Regions from separate parts of the Anas platyrhynchos genome. Here region 1 is linked to region 2. The links are chromatin contacts, called in public Hi-C maps. All regions are on one chromosome and are shown on one strand. Each heading gives the region's core, a stretch centred on a gene start, on an enhancer-like site or on the middle of the called end of the contact. The rest is flanking DNA. Distances are from core to core; before and after follow the strand shown. Region 1 overlaps LAMB3 (laminin subunit beta 3). Region 2 holds the start of LAMB3 (laminin subunit beta 3).

Region 1 (7,646 bases), core at 947-3,446, 43 kb before region 2:
AGAAAAACAAACCATTTTGCTGCCCGAGCCGAGATGCCTCTTTTCTCTCTTTCCCCCATCCCACTGAACTTAACGCCTGCCCTGGCCGCTGCCGGGGGCCGGCACTCACCGCTCTGGGACTGCCACCAGCGCGCGCGCCCGGCGGAGGACAGCACGTTTGCGATGCGGTGCCCGTTGTGGGAGTGCGGCAGCCGGGAGTCACACCTGCAGCATCTCATGTTCCACTGCAAGGAGAAAGGGTGGGTGGGAGCCCGGCCGGGCACGGACCCAACAAAGGCCCCACAGCCACCGGGCAAAGGCCCAGTGCAGCAGGGACTGAACCGAGGAGCACGCGGCATCGATGGAGCTGAGCTGTTGGAGGCCTGGGGAACGATGCTCGGGACCTGAGCAGTTGCCCTCACTTCCCATAAAATAAAATAATTTAAAAAAAAAAAGCAACTCATGAATTTAAGGATTAAAAACCAAAACCAAAATTGTTTTGACTAAAACATATTTTTGGCAAAACACCAAAAAAATGTCTTTTTCAACCACCCCCCCCCTCTTTTCCGCAATGACAGCTCTCGATAAAAAGCTCTTTGCAGCTTTTCAGCACCAGCTTGCCTTTTGCACAGGGCTGAGCGGGCTGTTTGTTTGGGCTAACAGAAAGGCCTTTCTCTCGCATCCAAAACCCTGCACGGGGCTCGGCCCCTCTGCACTCTCCCCTCCGAGCAAAGCGGCAGCAAACAGCTCGGCGGGTGAAAAGTCAGCGGGTGGAAGTCGAGTGGCTCAAAGTTCAGCCCTTCACTTGAGCAAGGCATTCAAGGAGCAAACAGATGTGGCCCAGGGAACACGGGGTCTGGAGAAAACAGGGTCCCCGGGGAGCAAACAAATCCCCAACCAAGCAACGCGCCGTGCCGGTGCTTCCGAACGGCTGCTGGGTGCCCGCAGCACATGAGCGGGCTCAGAAACACGCGGAAAGGGGCAGAAAGGAGATTGAGCAAGAGACGGGACAGAGCAGGAAAGGTCCAGAACCTGGCCAAGGGGAGAGCTGGGCACAGAGAAGGGAGATTGGCTGGGTGAGGGCACCACGACATGGGGGAACCCTGCAGGTGAAGCTGAGGTGGGGAGAAGAAGGTGCCGGGGGCCGGTGCAGCCGTGGGTGATGACCAAGCCTGCGGCAGACCCGCAGGGGATGGCCTCGGCTGCAGCACCCGGCACCGAGCTACGTGGCCATCAGGCAGGGGAGAGCACGAGAAGGGCACTCAGCACCTCCAGCTGGGCACCACAAGGACGGAGAGCAGATGCTGCCTGCTGGAAAGGGTCCCAGGGCTGCGCATCAAGGAGGGCGGTGAGCGGCATAGGGCAGCGTTGTCCCAAAAGCCAGAATGATGCGAATTATTTAGGCTGGAAGCTGAAGTCATTGGCCAGCAGAGCTGTGAAGCAGCAACCCAAATGCTGGGGTGGGGCACGTGTTTCACCCTGACACATCCCAAAGGCTGAGAAATTGAAGAAGATCAAGCGCTGCATTTGCCCACGGTGTCAGGATCAGCCGGGACGGCGCGGAAAGGTCGTCCTGGAGGAACTGGGTTTGATGGGAAAGGAGGGGAGCCCCTGGCACCAGGCACAGCAGCTGTCACTGGGACGGCAACATGACACCCCACTGCGAGGGCTGGTGGCCGTGAGATGGCACCGGAGGCGCGGGTGGATCTGGGACCCCAGTGATGGGATCGGCTTTCAGCAGCAGAGCCACGCAGCAGGCGGCAAGCAGTGCTTTGTACCCCTCTCCGTGCTAAAATCGCCCCATCTGCTACTTAAACAAAGGAGCAGGTTCCAGCTGATGATCCTACACACGCTGGGTTTGGGAGAAATCTGTGCCTGGGAGAGGCAGCAGGAGGCAGTGGCAGAGGGTGCGGTGGGACGAAGGTTTTTGTTTTCCCTTTTAAACCACGGAAAGGTCAATTCATATTTATAATTATTTCCTTACTCCTGAGTTAGGATCATCTAAGTCAGTCAAGTCTTATTTCTACGAAAAGGGACTCAAAACCATCAACACATTTTTTTTTCTTTTTTTTTTTTAACTTAAAGACAAATTAACGGGACAACTGCCCAGGGGTCAGCTTCCAGCACCCCCCGAGCTGAGCTCCCTGCCCAGGCCCAGGAACCTCTCGGCACTGCACTGGGCAGGGAGAAGATGCTCAGCGTAAACCAATCTGTTTCCATAATATTTTCCACTCTTTATGTTCTCTGTCTATAAATATCCCAGAACAGGAGTTGGCTAACTACAATATTTATAACAATATTGCAGAGTAAGCAAACAGAGAGGCTTCAGACTATATAATCATGCAATTTCCCTGGCTTTACCAACTCCTCCTGGCTCTGCCAATAAAATCAGAAACGTTATCTGATCCAGTCAGAAGAATTCATTGCAGATAATGACTGCTAGCAGCAGAGTGTCAGGAAAGCTACGGCAATTATCCCCAGAAATAATCTAGCCAACAATTGCCAATAATGATTAAACTTCACAACGGTTCTGACTGTGATTAGAGCAGGGGGGAGGAAGGCTTCCTGCAAGGGGAAAGGTCAATGTCAGCTCAATAATTCAGTGGGAGTTACTCATGCATACTTATGAAGACCATTCATAGGGCCACAGACACAAACACATCCTAGCCACCACGAAGCAGAGCTGGCAGCAAACCTTGGCCAATTTATGGTTTCCCTGCTTTATCTGCGGGGCCCTCCCAGCACATCCCAGACCCCTGCACAGGCTGTGCCTGCTGCCAGCCCCACAGCACCAGGGCCCAGGGAATTTGGCTCCATTCCCTGCCAAGGAGGAGAAAAAAAAATTAAAAAAAAAAAATTCCTCCCACAGCCACAGACCTGAGTGTGAAAAGAGTGTTGTTGCCCCCCTCCCCCTGCCCCGATTTTTATTGAGGCTAAAATTAACACTGGAAACAAAACTCATTTCATGTACTCTGAGCATATTATGAAATTCCTCTATTGCACAACACAAGAATTCACTATTACTGCCTGTGACTATGTGTCTCAAAGTTCCTTGGGACAGAGGGAATTACCAAAAATGACATTCCAGCTCCGGGTTGAGGGGAGAGTTTCCAGGAGCCCATCTTTCCCCAGTTCTCCCCCTCATTTTCAGCAGCAGAGCAGCAGCCTCAGTAGATTGATCTGAGCCGGGCTTGCCAGGAATAGACCAGGGCTGTGGGAGGACGTGACGGGAAGGGAAATTCAGAGGGCACAGTCCAAGCTTGGCCACCAAGCCCCTGGCCCCGGCTCTCCGTCTCTCCTCCCCTCTCTGCCAAACAGCAAAGACCACAAACCGAGTGCTACCGGCACGAAGAAGGGGCGTGAGCTCCAGTAGCTGTCAGACCCAGGGCTGGAAAGGGATAAGGGATATAGGAAAGCAAAAGAAAATGTAGGTCTGCTTGGAAACTGCTAGCTACCCTCCTATCAGGAGAAGGACATTTGAGAGGAAAAGCTAGCGCGTTGAGAATAAACAGGTTTGTGGTTTAGAAAGAAATGGTGGAGGAAAAATAATTATGCAAAGGAACAGCCAGCTGCTGGGGATGTCAGTACATTACATGGAAAAGCAGCCCAAACTGCAAACCGGGATGCATGATGTGCTCCACGAGAGGAACGAGCCCATGTCTCTGCAGGTGACCACCAGCTGTGAAGGCTCCCCCGCGGCTCTGCTTCAGGGTTTTGCTGCTCTCCTGCTCTGACCTTGTGAACCAGCCACCAACTCACCTCCCGCACCTCCCCTCCCCTTTTTTTGGGGCAGAAAACCTCAAACCATTCGAAGCTGATGGACTCTGCCCAAAGTATTTCACAGAGCTGCAGCTGCCATTTCAATACGAGCAGAGAGCCCTTGAAACATAACCTGCTGGCAGAAGCGTGTAACCCAAAATAAATCCCATCAGCAAATATGGGAAGCTGCCTCTCTCCAGTCATGAAATGGAAACCTTTAATCGCTGTGGAGACCTTGGAGGCCCTGTTCTTGTCCCGGCCCGTGTCAGTCGGAGGCAGTGTGTCAGTCGGGCTCCTGGCACACTGCCTCCCACAGGGGACCTCGTGGGGTCTTGCACGCTTAGTACCGCCCGGGACGGTAATTGCTGTGCCAGGTTTATTTGGGGACAGCGTGGAAGGTGGTAGGAATTCGTATGTATATGTGTGCATACAGAGAGGCAGAGCATTATTTGAAAACAGGCTTGGCAGCAAGACGTTATGTTAGGAACAAGGACACCTGTTAAAGCTGAGTTATGCAATTCCCTTTTCCAGCCCGTTTGACTTCCCCGCTAGCACCAGCTGCACAACATTTCCGTACCGGGCCAGCGGAGCAGTAAGAGCTCCATATGCTTCCCACGGGAAGATGCTGTAGAGGTTACCCATGGACGTCATCGTGGTTAAACTTCTCAGCGAGAAATTTGGAGCTGCAAAGCTGGACCATGCTTCAGCTCGAAGCACAGGTGGATGTGTTAGCCACAACATCCCACGCCACCTCCTTGCTTGGCTGGTCAGAAGTGAGACCATGTGCTCTGAGGTCGTGCTCAAAACATGAACAGAACTCTGTCTCTCCGTCTGGTTTTACTGGCACTCCCCAAATTCAGAGGTGATCGCAGGAGCAGGACAAGCATCCCATGCCTGAGGCTTAAGGAAACGAAGTTCATTCCTCTTGCTTAAAAGCAAGCATGTGGGTGCCTGTTTTCCTCACCCAGTCTGTTCTCGCATCATCTCCCCTCAGAAAAGCTTTATTTAAAACCTGCCAGGATGACAGTCTGCAAATCCATCCTGCACGAGCTGGGCCCAGCTCTCCGCACGCTGCTGGGGCCCGGCTGCCTCTGCAGCTTGTCTGCGAGGGGATGACGTGATGTCTCAGAGCATATGTGGCAATTTGCACTTGTGTAGCAAAAAAAGATAGAGAGAATGGAGGAGGAGGGGGAAAGAAGTGGGAAATTGCCTTTTTTTTTTTCTTCTGAATTCACTGCAGGTAGAGACACATCCCTGCAGCCAAGAACGAGGTGTGTCTGGATGCCAGAGCAGGATGTGATAAGCACAGGGCAGCAACCCATGGCTGCTCTGCTACCTCCGATGGGTCAGGAATACAAATTATTCGGCGTGAACCTTGACATTATGAAGCAACAGCCTACACCAGGAGCCCTGCGCTGAGCAGGGGGATCCCCTGCGGTCCCATCCGACCACAGTCATTTCCCAGTTCTGAGGATGCTTTTTTTCTCTGCAAAAGACTTGGGTTTGATTCACAACTGGGGTCTAAAAAGCAAACGAGCTGGGGGGCACAGGGGTGCTTAAACACAATGGGGAGAGATGCTACCGACCAGCCCTGCCACCGGCACCAGGAGAAGCCCTCTGCCACTGCCCGGTGGTCTTGCACTCCTGCACTGAGTTGTGCACGGATTAGGCTCCTCGGGTGCCTGCCACCTCGCATCCTCACCCAGCTAACCCCACATCACAGCATGAGGAGGGTGATTCTCACCCTTCATTGCTCACATCCTCCACACGCCCATGAAAAGCAGGTGAGAAAAGGCAGAAAAGCTCAGTCATTGACCTTACACAAACAACATTTTCATATCACAAGTTTCCCAGGGTCAGGGTGGGAGGACCCATGTAATTGCCACATGGACACAAACTGCTTTGCTCTAGGAAGTGGAACAAACAGAAGGAAACCTGTTTTTTCCTTATCCTGCCTCTTTGACAAAAGATTTCACAGTGATGTGGAGGGTGCTTCGGATACCTCCGAATTAAGAAAATATCCAGAATAGTCTGTAGCTATTTTCTAGTTCTGAATAAGTCCTCAAGCTGAAAACATTGCAGGAGCCCAGAGGACAGAAGCATCTCTTGAGAAGCATTGATCTCATGCAGCAAGAACCAGCCAAGGCAGTAGTGTTGCAGAGCCGAATGCAGCACGAAGCCTTCGCGCTGTCCACAGAAGGGGCAGCCGGGCCAGGAACCTGATAATCCGCGTGAAAATCACACCACACCTTCCCTCAGCTACAGCTGCCCATATTGCTACCAAAGCACTATGCTTAGCATTTAAATACAGAGATAAGTTAACGGGGCCTTGAATCACACCTCGCTTGGGAGTCTTGCCACATCCATCAGTGCCTTTAGGACTCCAAATCTAGGGCCACCTATTTTTCCCTTTCATTTTCCATCTTCCTTTCGCTTCCCCGCTGACTCCAACAGCCATTTCCTGAGCACTGAGTGGTTTCCATTGGTCTGCCTGGTTTCCACCCCCCATCACTTTGCTAATCATCGCCGCAGTCCCTGTGCTATAAATGGCCATTCCGAGGCTCTCCTGGCTTTCGCAGCCAAGGCATGGAGCAATCGGCGGTGCAAAGTATAAAGGTTAGAGGGATCTGGAGCCAGAATGCTGGAGCAGACAACGGAGCAGGGGCCGAGATCGGTGCCCACAGTGAGCAGCCCAGCAGCATTGCAAAAGAGCCCCCGGGGGGCCGCGGGGCTGGCGGTGGGGCCAGACAGCTCGCAGCCGCCAGCTGGCACGGGGGCATCGGCAGCCAGAGCAACCCCTCATCCCATGCCCTCTGCTGAGATTGCAAAACTGACTCCAGATTTGTACCTATTTGGCACCAAATCACGAGCGAGAAGTGTAACAAAAAAAAAAAAAAAAGGCAGAAGAGTCGACAAATGAACTGTCCCACTTTTCCATGGGATGGGAAAAGGAAAAAGTGAGTTCAGGGGATTCATTTTTGCTTAAATTTGTAAATGTTTAATGCATGAGGATTTCTCCTTCTGCTAAGATAGGAGTTGAAGTATCCATAACTTGCAGTAGTCATTACAGCTGCAAAGAGGAACAGAAGTGAGGGGCTCTGATTCCAGTAAAGGAACGGGTCACATATGTGAGGGAACTGGGTGCCCAAGGGCCCTAAAGCTAGAAGTGGTGAATCCAAATTAACATACCACTGTTAATTGTTCCAAAATCCTTTTAACTGTGGTAGTCATTACACACACTAATTCTGCTCCAAAATTAAAATAAACCATGAAGAAAAAATAAATTAACTCAGACCAGAAATAATTCCTTGCCTTTTTCCCCAGCTTTGAGAAGCAGCAGGGGTTCTGTGCTCTGCCCAGCAGGCGAGCAACCAGCCCTGCTCCTGGGAAGCCACTGGGAGCCTGAGCGGAGGCGATGCCTGGCTGCAGATCCCAGGCCTGACAAAGGCCAGCACTGCACCAGGAGAGGAGCCAGGGGATGTGATGCTCATGTTCGTCAGCCAGGGAGCTGCCCCAGCTTCACACCAAGCAGCAGCTCCCAGCCGCACACAGTGGGAGGTCTGCAGCCCAGCGAGACCACCGCCAGCTCGCTGCCACACCTGGGCCTACAGGTTTAGGGGGAACGAAAGCAGAAGAAAGCTGACTCACTTGAGCTGGATTTCACTGTAGAGAGCCACGTGGAGGTTTGCCATTTCCTTTCCTCTTGAGCACCTCTTACAAGCACCATCCCAAATCCCCTCTTGCCTGCCCTGCGCTGAACCCGCTCCTTCCCGAGCTCCCCCCGCTGCAGCTGCATTTCCAGACCAGCACAGAAAGGCTTTAGGAAGTGTTCACGTCACAGACATCACCCTTGGCAGAGCATAGAGCTTAAAATGCTACAGAATTATCCATAATCTCTGAGTTTGATG
Region 2 (6,741 bases), core at 1,114-3,613:
CTTGCAGGAGGACAACCAGCTCCAAGCTGAGCACATCAGCACCATCGAAGGTACCGCGCAGGGGGACGGGACGCTCCTCCCAGTGGAGGACAGATATAAAGCAGATACTCGTAAAGGCCTGATCCTGACAGCCAAGCACACCCAGAATTATCTTCCTCTGAATGCATTGCACATCTCAGCTTGCAGAGAGCCTCTGGTTTCCAAAAGGGCTCCGAACATAGCTTCCAACCAGATTAGAGGTGTTTCAGGAAAGCCAAGTGACTTCCCAAGAAGACAGAGTGGAATGGGAAACCTAGAAAGTCAGAGATCAGTAATTGTTTCTCATGGCTATTTTAAAACAAAATTAAGGAACACCAGTTGGCTGGCAGTTCAGCTTTCACAATAGTCTCACTCAAACGGGTTTAAAGCACATTCAATTAATTTATTCATCATTTAAGATGCACTAGAAGAAGCTACCAAAACTGCAAGTGTAATTAATAGCTAAAAAGTACATTCCTTCAGAGATTAAATTTCAGTGGACCCAACAATCTCTGCTCCACTTTACACATTTGGAGAAAGGGAAATCTGCCATACTTGCATAAAAACACATGGAGATTTGTATCAACCCTGATTTTCTTATTATTTCAGGTTTTCTTACTATTATTATTTCAGGTAAACTGCAAAAAGAACAAAATCAGAAGCTAACATTACAAAACCAGAAGCTATCCTTGGAGGTGACAATCAGCCACCTACACAGTAAGTAACACAAAGAAGCACAGCACGAAAGACCTGCGTTGGTGCCGTGGCCACTGATGGTGACTTTTTATGTCCTCAGACTTGCTGCAGAACCAGACCAACGAGAGGAAAATGCAGGAAGCGATGGTGCAAAGGAAAGGTCAGCAAACTTTCTAACTCCCATCTAGCACTCCTCTAGCTGGACATGGGAATGTTAAAAGTGACTCTAGGAACAGTTTTTATTTGTTTAGAATAAATGATTATTTTAAAACTGTGTGAAATTGGTTATATTTTGTTAGTTAACTTTAAATTTCAAGTGTATTTATGATGGCAAGTACTTAAAAAAATAAAGGGATTTCATTGCAAATTCTACTTCAGTGGCTATACTTTTTTAAAAATATATAGATTTATAGATAGATTCCAGTTTGTAACTGCAATTACAGCTGTACTTGAAGTAATAAAAGGCATTTTAACTCTCCTTCCCTTCCATTTCTGGCAACTACTTGGAAATACTCCTCTAAAGATGATTAACTTGCATCTGCAGGAGAGGCAAGGCTATGATAACTAACTCAGCTCCTCTCTGTGCATAGCATGCAAATATTATCTTTAAACTGTGCTGAGTATACAAGATACAAAGCAAACTGGAAGCCAGGACCTGTTTCTCATCAGAAGCCTGACTGTTTTCTAGATCAGGTTTTCACCACGCAGAGCCCACCTCTCCCTCCTGCCAAGGAAACACAAAATGCTCTGTTAAAGCACCCTGAGGAGGAGGCAGAAGAAAGCCTGAAGGCTGAGATGCAGGAAAGGACATCTCAGCTTACAGCAAAGGAGAACGAGGTGAGGAAGCACTGAGTCACAGCTAGGATGGAGTCACCCCGCTAGGGACTGAGCTCCCAGGAGCGAGCAGGAAAACAACGCATTAAAGCTCCTGAAGGCAGCCAGGGCTCCAGACTGCTCCTGGAACCTGCTCCAAGGATTACCTTTGCTGATTTTTTCTTTTGATACCAGCCTCAGCTACAGCCCACAACAGGTGTGCACAAGGCTGGGGCACTGAGCAGCTTTGTGACCAGGGGCACTGCTTCAGCAGCTCCGGCTGAGCCTCTGCAGGTGAACCCAGTTCAGGGAGAGAAATAGGGAAAAGCCAAAGCAACGCTTTAAGAGCTGAAATCCTGAGCACAAATGAACCAGAGGAAAAGAAAAGGTTCACAGATAACACGAAGGGTCTGCTAACACTAAAAGACAAAACAAACCAACCAAACAAAAAAACAAGAATGTAAAACTTGACCATAAAAAACTCAGAGTTTCCTGACCATGCAAGTTTCCTCTTGCATGGTCTCTCCCGTATCAGAGACTGCTTCAGGACTCAAAACCACAGCACAAACTGCGCCCTCTACCCGCCACCAACAGTCCTCTATTTCTTACAGTGCAATTTAGGTAATGGAGACTTACGAAAATAAGATTTGCAACGTTCCATAGCAGACCTGGGAACGGCGCAGGAGGAAGAGTTGTCCTACAGCCCGACTCCAGTGAGGGCACCAGCAGTATCAGGCAGCACCCTGCCCCAGCTGGGGACGGAGTTTGTAAAAGTGCAACCCCAGCAATAGGGACCAGCTGCGGGGACCAGCTGCAGGTGCTGGGGATGCAGGGCAGCTGGGACCCAGGAGGTGGCAGGGTCTTGCACCGTGCGGCTGGTTGGGACTGAGGGTGCTCTCTGGGATTTGGGGACGTGCAGCGTGACCGAGGCACCCGCCCTATACGTTCCACTGCTCTCACAGAGCAAAGTGAACCCCCTCCCATGATTTTTTACCTCCTGACTTACACACAAAAAAATAGCTATTGCTGTTTTCTCCCATGAAAGACGGCAGCGAAAGCAAACAGGTCACAGGACGGGAATAACCAGGGCACGGGCTGCGTCACCATGTAACCCTGAAATCTGCTCTGTCCTGTGCAGGTATATGTGGGCACAGAGGTGGCAGAAGTGAAACTCCCCCATCACCAGGCTGCCCGTGCACAGGCGAAGAGCCACGGCTGCTGCGGGAGCCCTGCCGGTCTCGGTGTGCCTGGCACCGTGGGGCTCGCTCCCGCTAACGCCCCCGCTAACGTCCCCTTGCAGTGCCAGGAGCTGCGCGCCGAGCTGGAGGCCCTGAGCGAGGAGTACCGCTCCTGCCTGACCAGGCTGCGCCAGTGCCGGGACGAGCTCAACCACGTCCAGAGCAAGCCAGCAAAGGTGGGAGATGTTCCTCGCCTCAGCCCCGCGGCACATGGTCCCAGAGCTTCCCTGTTGTTTGTTTCCACATGGGTCTGGGACAGTTCTCCCGTTTATCCGGGCAGTGTTTAAAGATGAATGAGGTCTGTTAGGAACAATGAGAAGTTTCTTCTGCCCACCAGCTTCCTGGTAATGCTTGCTTCTCTTTGCAGAGACAGCGTGGTAACTGGCTCCCTCTTCTGCTGGCAGTGATAGCAATGGCCATGGCTGCCTTCCTCGCAAACTACCGACCGTGAGGCATCTTCTCAGCGACTTCTGTTCGAAACTGACTTCTGCTTCACCAGCAGCAACAAGTGACGCACCTTCTGCTGCTCTTATACTTACCCTGGTTCGTACCCTGGGCTGGGCTCACTCCAGGCAAACTGACACAGCTCCAATAAATGCAGGGGGATTGCCCCTTCCCTTCACTGCTCTGGTTATTCCTCTTCAGCTCAAGATTGCACTGCCCAGTTCCTGCCCTGAGGGACAAAAACACCCAAACTGACACTCAAACAGCTCATGGGGAATGGGAGAGACAGGGCAGCAGAGAGCTGTTGTCCCGTGTGTTTGGGAACCATGTGTATATGTTTAGAGGAGTACTCAGTTCACTTCATTTATTGTCTCTGTGCATGGGAAACACAGAACCCCAGACCATTTCTTAATGCTGACAAAGAACCAGTCCTCAGAAGGGCTTTCTGTATCACCCCCATGAACCCCATCCCAAGCAGCTTCCCCACCACCCTCCCCCTGTCCCGAGTTCAGCCACCATTCCTCCAGCCTACCAGCGGCCTGTCTCATGGCAGCATCCCCACAGCTGTGTCCACTTCCTTCATGGTCAGTGCCACATTAATTCAACAGGCAGTGTTTTTTATCCCCTTTTGGAGCTGTACAGCCAGTTTTATGGCAGCACCCAACCCTTGTTCAAGTGCAGGTTCAGCTATGAGGTGTGTGACCACATTGTATGAGTACTAAATACAGCATGGAGCCTACAATAAAGTTTTGTTTGTTTTTTTATAAAAATGTGGTGTTATCATTTTTTATTAATCTCCAGTTGTTTGCAGAAAATAAATATACCTGACAGCGCACAGTCAGGATCCAGGCTGTGGATCCCACAGATTTGGGATGTGCACGGACTTGCAGCAACTGGCCTGAGCAGTTGGGGTCCAAGCTGCCACAGCGCAGCCCCCAGTGCTCGGGGGCCTCTCGGGAGCCTCTCGGTGAGGTTTCTCACCTCGCTCCCTGAGGCACGAGAGGCATACGGTGGAAAGTCAGTGTGTGTTCATGTTATAAGGCAACCGCCGGCAGCGACACCACCTCGCTCGAAATGCAGAGGTCCACAAAGTCACTCTGTGCGCGGAAACTGTCCCTCAGGTCATTGCGCCAGGCGTCCAGCACCTCCCGCAGCTCCTCATGGAGGCTCTCGGGGATGCTGAAGGAGTAGATCTGTACCCCGAGCCCGTCCTGGATGCGGGGACAACGTGCCCGCACCGTGAACACCCTGAGCGGCCTCAGCGCCAGGCAGTTCTCGCCGCCCTCCTCCACGGGGAAGTGGTAGGCAGCCGGGTAGCCCAGCAGCACCCCGAACACGGTGCAGAGGTTCCAGCCGGTGGCAACGACCTCGCTGCAGGAGATGGGGCCGGAGGAGGCTTCCTCGGCGGCCACCAAGTGGGCCAGCAAGGCAGCGAGGTGACCCCTGATGGCCTGGGCCTGTGCCGGCCCGCACAGCTGGGGGCTGCCCCTCGCCGCCGCCACGTCCACGAAGGGCCCGGGCCGGGCTCGCAGCGCTGCCTCCAGCCGCCTCCGGGCCCCACCTGGGTGCAGCAGCAGCGCCGAGCCCCCGGCTGCCAGCAGGTGCAGGCGGTGCGGGGCCAGCCCGGCCTCCCGCAGCCGCTCCAGGTAGCGCCGGAGCTCGGCGGGGCCCTCGGCGCCGCAGTCGTACAGCAGCGCCGGCTTCAACCCCGCCGCCACCGCCAGCACCTCCCCGGCCAGATGCAGGGCTCGGGAAGCCGGCAGCCGCCGCCGCCTCCGCCCGCTCCCGGCCCCCAGCGCCTCCCGAGCCGCCGCCACCAGCTGCGGGGCCGGGAGGGGCTCCGGAGCCTCCATCCCCCGGAACGGCTCCGCCACACGCAGCCGCCGCCCGGCACCAGGCTTCCGGGCCGGCCCCCAGCGCCACGCCAGGCCGGGGCGGAGCGGCCTTAGCGGGGAGGAGCGGCCCAGAGCTGAGGGCCCGGCCCCGTAAACACGGAAGAGGGCGCTGAGGGGGCGCTGGCTGCTGGAGGGGGACTTAAAGCCAGGTTTTACTCCAAAAACATCTATAAAATACACGTATATAGAATATAAAGCACGGTGGAAGAAGCACTCGGCTGCTCTTCAGTTGCAGCCAAAGAGAAATAAGACGACGACAAGATGACGTTCTTAATAAACCTTTTAATAAAGCAGTTTTAATAAAGCACAGATTACTTCTCTCCCCCCTTTAGTGATCGAGTGTTTATATACAGCGTGTCAATAGTGGATTTTTAAAAAATATTACAGAATTAAAAATCTGATTTACACGTAGCAAATAGCTAAAAACAGCAGTGAAGCTAGAGGTATTCCTTATGCCCTTTATTTAAAATGCTCCCAAAACAGAAATACCATAGACTGTTGAAAGTGAATCAGAAGACCAGATTTACAAATTTCATTCAGGTTAAGGCAAGGCACTCACTAACATCTCCCCATATGTACAACGCAGGAAACCCTGGGGCACCCTGCAGCAGCAGGACAAAGTGCCTGTCACTGTGCTGGCAGCGGTTGTGCCATGTGCATGGCAGGGGCCTGCATTGGCCACCCCTCCTGGTGGGTCTGCAGCAGGCGGTACAGCTGCTTCAAGTGAGCCACGATGTTGTCCTTGATGTCAGGCGTAGAGATCTGGAGTCGCACACTGCCACTGTCAAAGGAACGCGTGAAGTCACCAGAGAACATTTCGTATATCATCCGGGCCACGACTGGAATGACCTGTTGAAGAAATAGTGAGCCTTTTTAGCCTAGCAGTCACACAGTACATCCCTGTTCCTTGGCAGGAATCCCCTGCAGGACGGTGTCCACAATCACCTAAAACACACTCACAAATTGATGTAATTCAGGACACAAAATCTACCAGCTCTGCTGGGGCTTTTCAGTGCCAATAACCATGACAGAGAAGAACAGTTCTCTGGTTTCTGTGGGTATCAATCCAGAGCCAATACTGTGGCCCCAGCAAGACTGCCATGTGTCACTTCACGACCTTAGTTCCTACCTGAACCACAATCAGCTTTCTCTCCCTAGGTTTTCCATCAGGCCACTCTTCTCCAAAACAGAAGTAGATCTCATATGGTGGCTGTTTTTCAATTTGTCCTTTCTGGTGGGCAATCAGCTCTAGAAGAAAAGCAGAATGCTGCAGTGTTGTCCATCTTTTGGTTAGAAACTCTATGTCCCACCTCGCTGTATTGTCCCGAGTCTTAGCTATACCTCCCACACATCAACAATTACAATTTATTCCTTTAACCCAGAAAAGTTTCCTTTAAAAGCAAGGCCCAACAATACTTTTCAGAGTGTTAAGTAAGTGCACATGCACTTGGTTCTGATGCACACATGCCCCACAGTCCACTGAGGTCAGGGGAAGCAGCAGCCACTACCCATGCTCCATGCATGTGCAAATTAATTAATGCATCCAGACTGACCCCCATGGCAGACCACCCTTTCCAACAGTGTCACCAAGTACTCAGACCAGGCTCCGTTATCTTCCAGATGCAGAAGCTACCTAC

Evidence for each region. Hi-C and Micro-C count contacts between places; a contact is called where the count stands out from the background.
Region 1: a Hi-C map of liver shows a contact between it and region 2, with 3 times the contacts expected there. The contact joins the enhancer-like site here to the promoter of LAMB3 in region 2. A contact is called at or near these places in 3 of 8 Hi-C or Micro-C datasets (liver, skeletal muscle and subcutaneous adipose tissue).

The regions. Positions count from the first base shown.
Region 1 is chr27:7,916,256-7,923,901 of IASCAAS_PekinDuck_T2T, reverse strand. It overlaps LAMB3 (laminin subunit beta 3), which reads right to left. Exons shown (of 24, transcript XM_072028251.1): 5 at 110-224. Among named protein-coding and RNA genes, the nearest start is that of G0S2, 13 kb to the right of the region's middle. Within about 2 kb of position 2,196, at least 7 of the 8 cell types and tissues checked have an H3K27ac peak or open chromatin away from gene starts, as enhancers often do. A contact at or near this core is called in subcutaneous adipose tissue, where this site is marked.
Region 2 is chr27:7,873,885-7,880,625 of IASCAAS_PekinDuck_T2T, reverse strand. It overlaps LAMB3 (laminin subunit beta 3), which reads right to left and starts at 2,363. Exons shown (of 24, transcript XM_072028251.1): 1 at 2,164-2,363. It overlaps TRAF3IP3 (TRAF3 interacting protein 3), which reads left to right. Exons shown (of 16, transcript XM_072028260.1): 11 at 1-50; 12 at 652-735; 13 at 815-874; 14 at 1,403-1,551; 15 at 2,828-2,941; 16 at 3,133-3,387. The coding sequence ends at 3,216. IRF6 (interferon regulatory factor 6) reads right to left here. Exons shown (of 8, transcript XM_072028263.1): 7 at 6,234-6,352; 8 at 5,367-5,953. The coding sequence ends at 5,732. It overlaps C27H1orf74 (chromosome 27 C1orf74 homolog), which reads right to left and starts at 5,274. Exons shown (of 1, transcript XM_005023322.4): 1 at 3,952-5,274. The coding sequence starts at 5,062. The coding sequence ends at 4,244.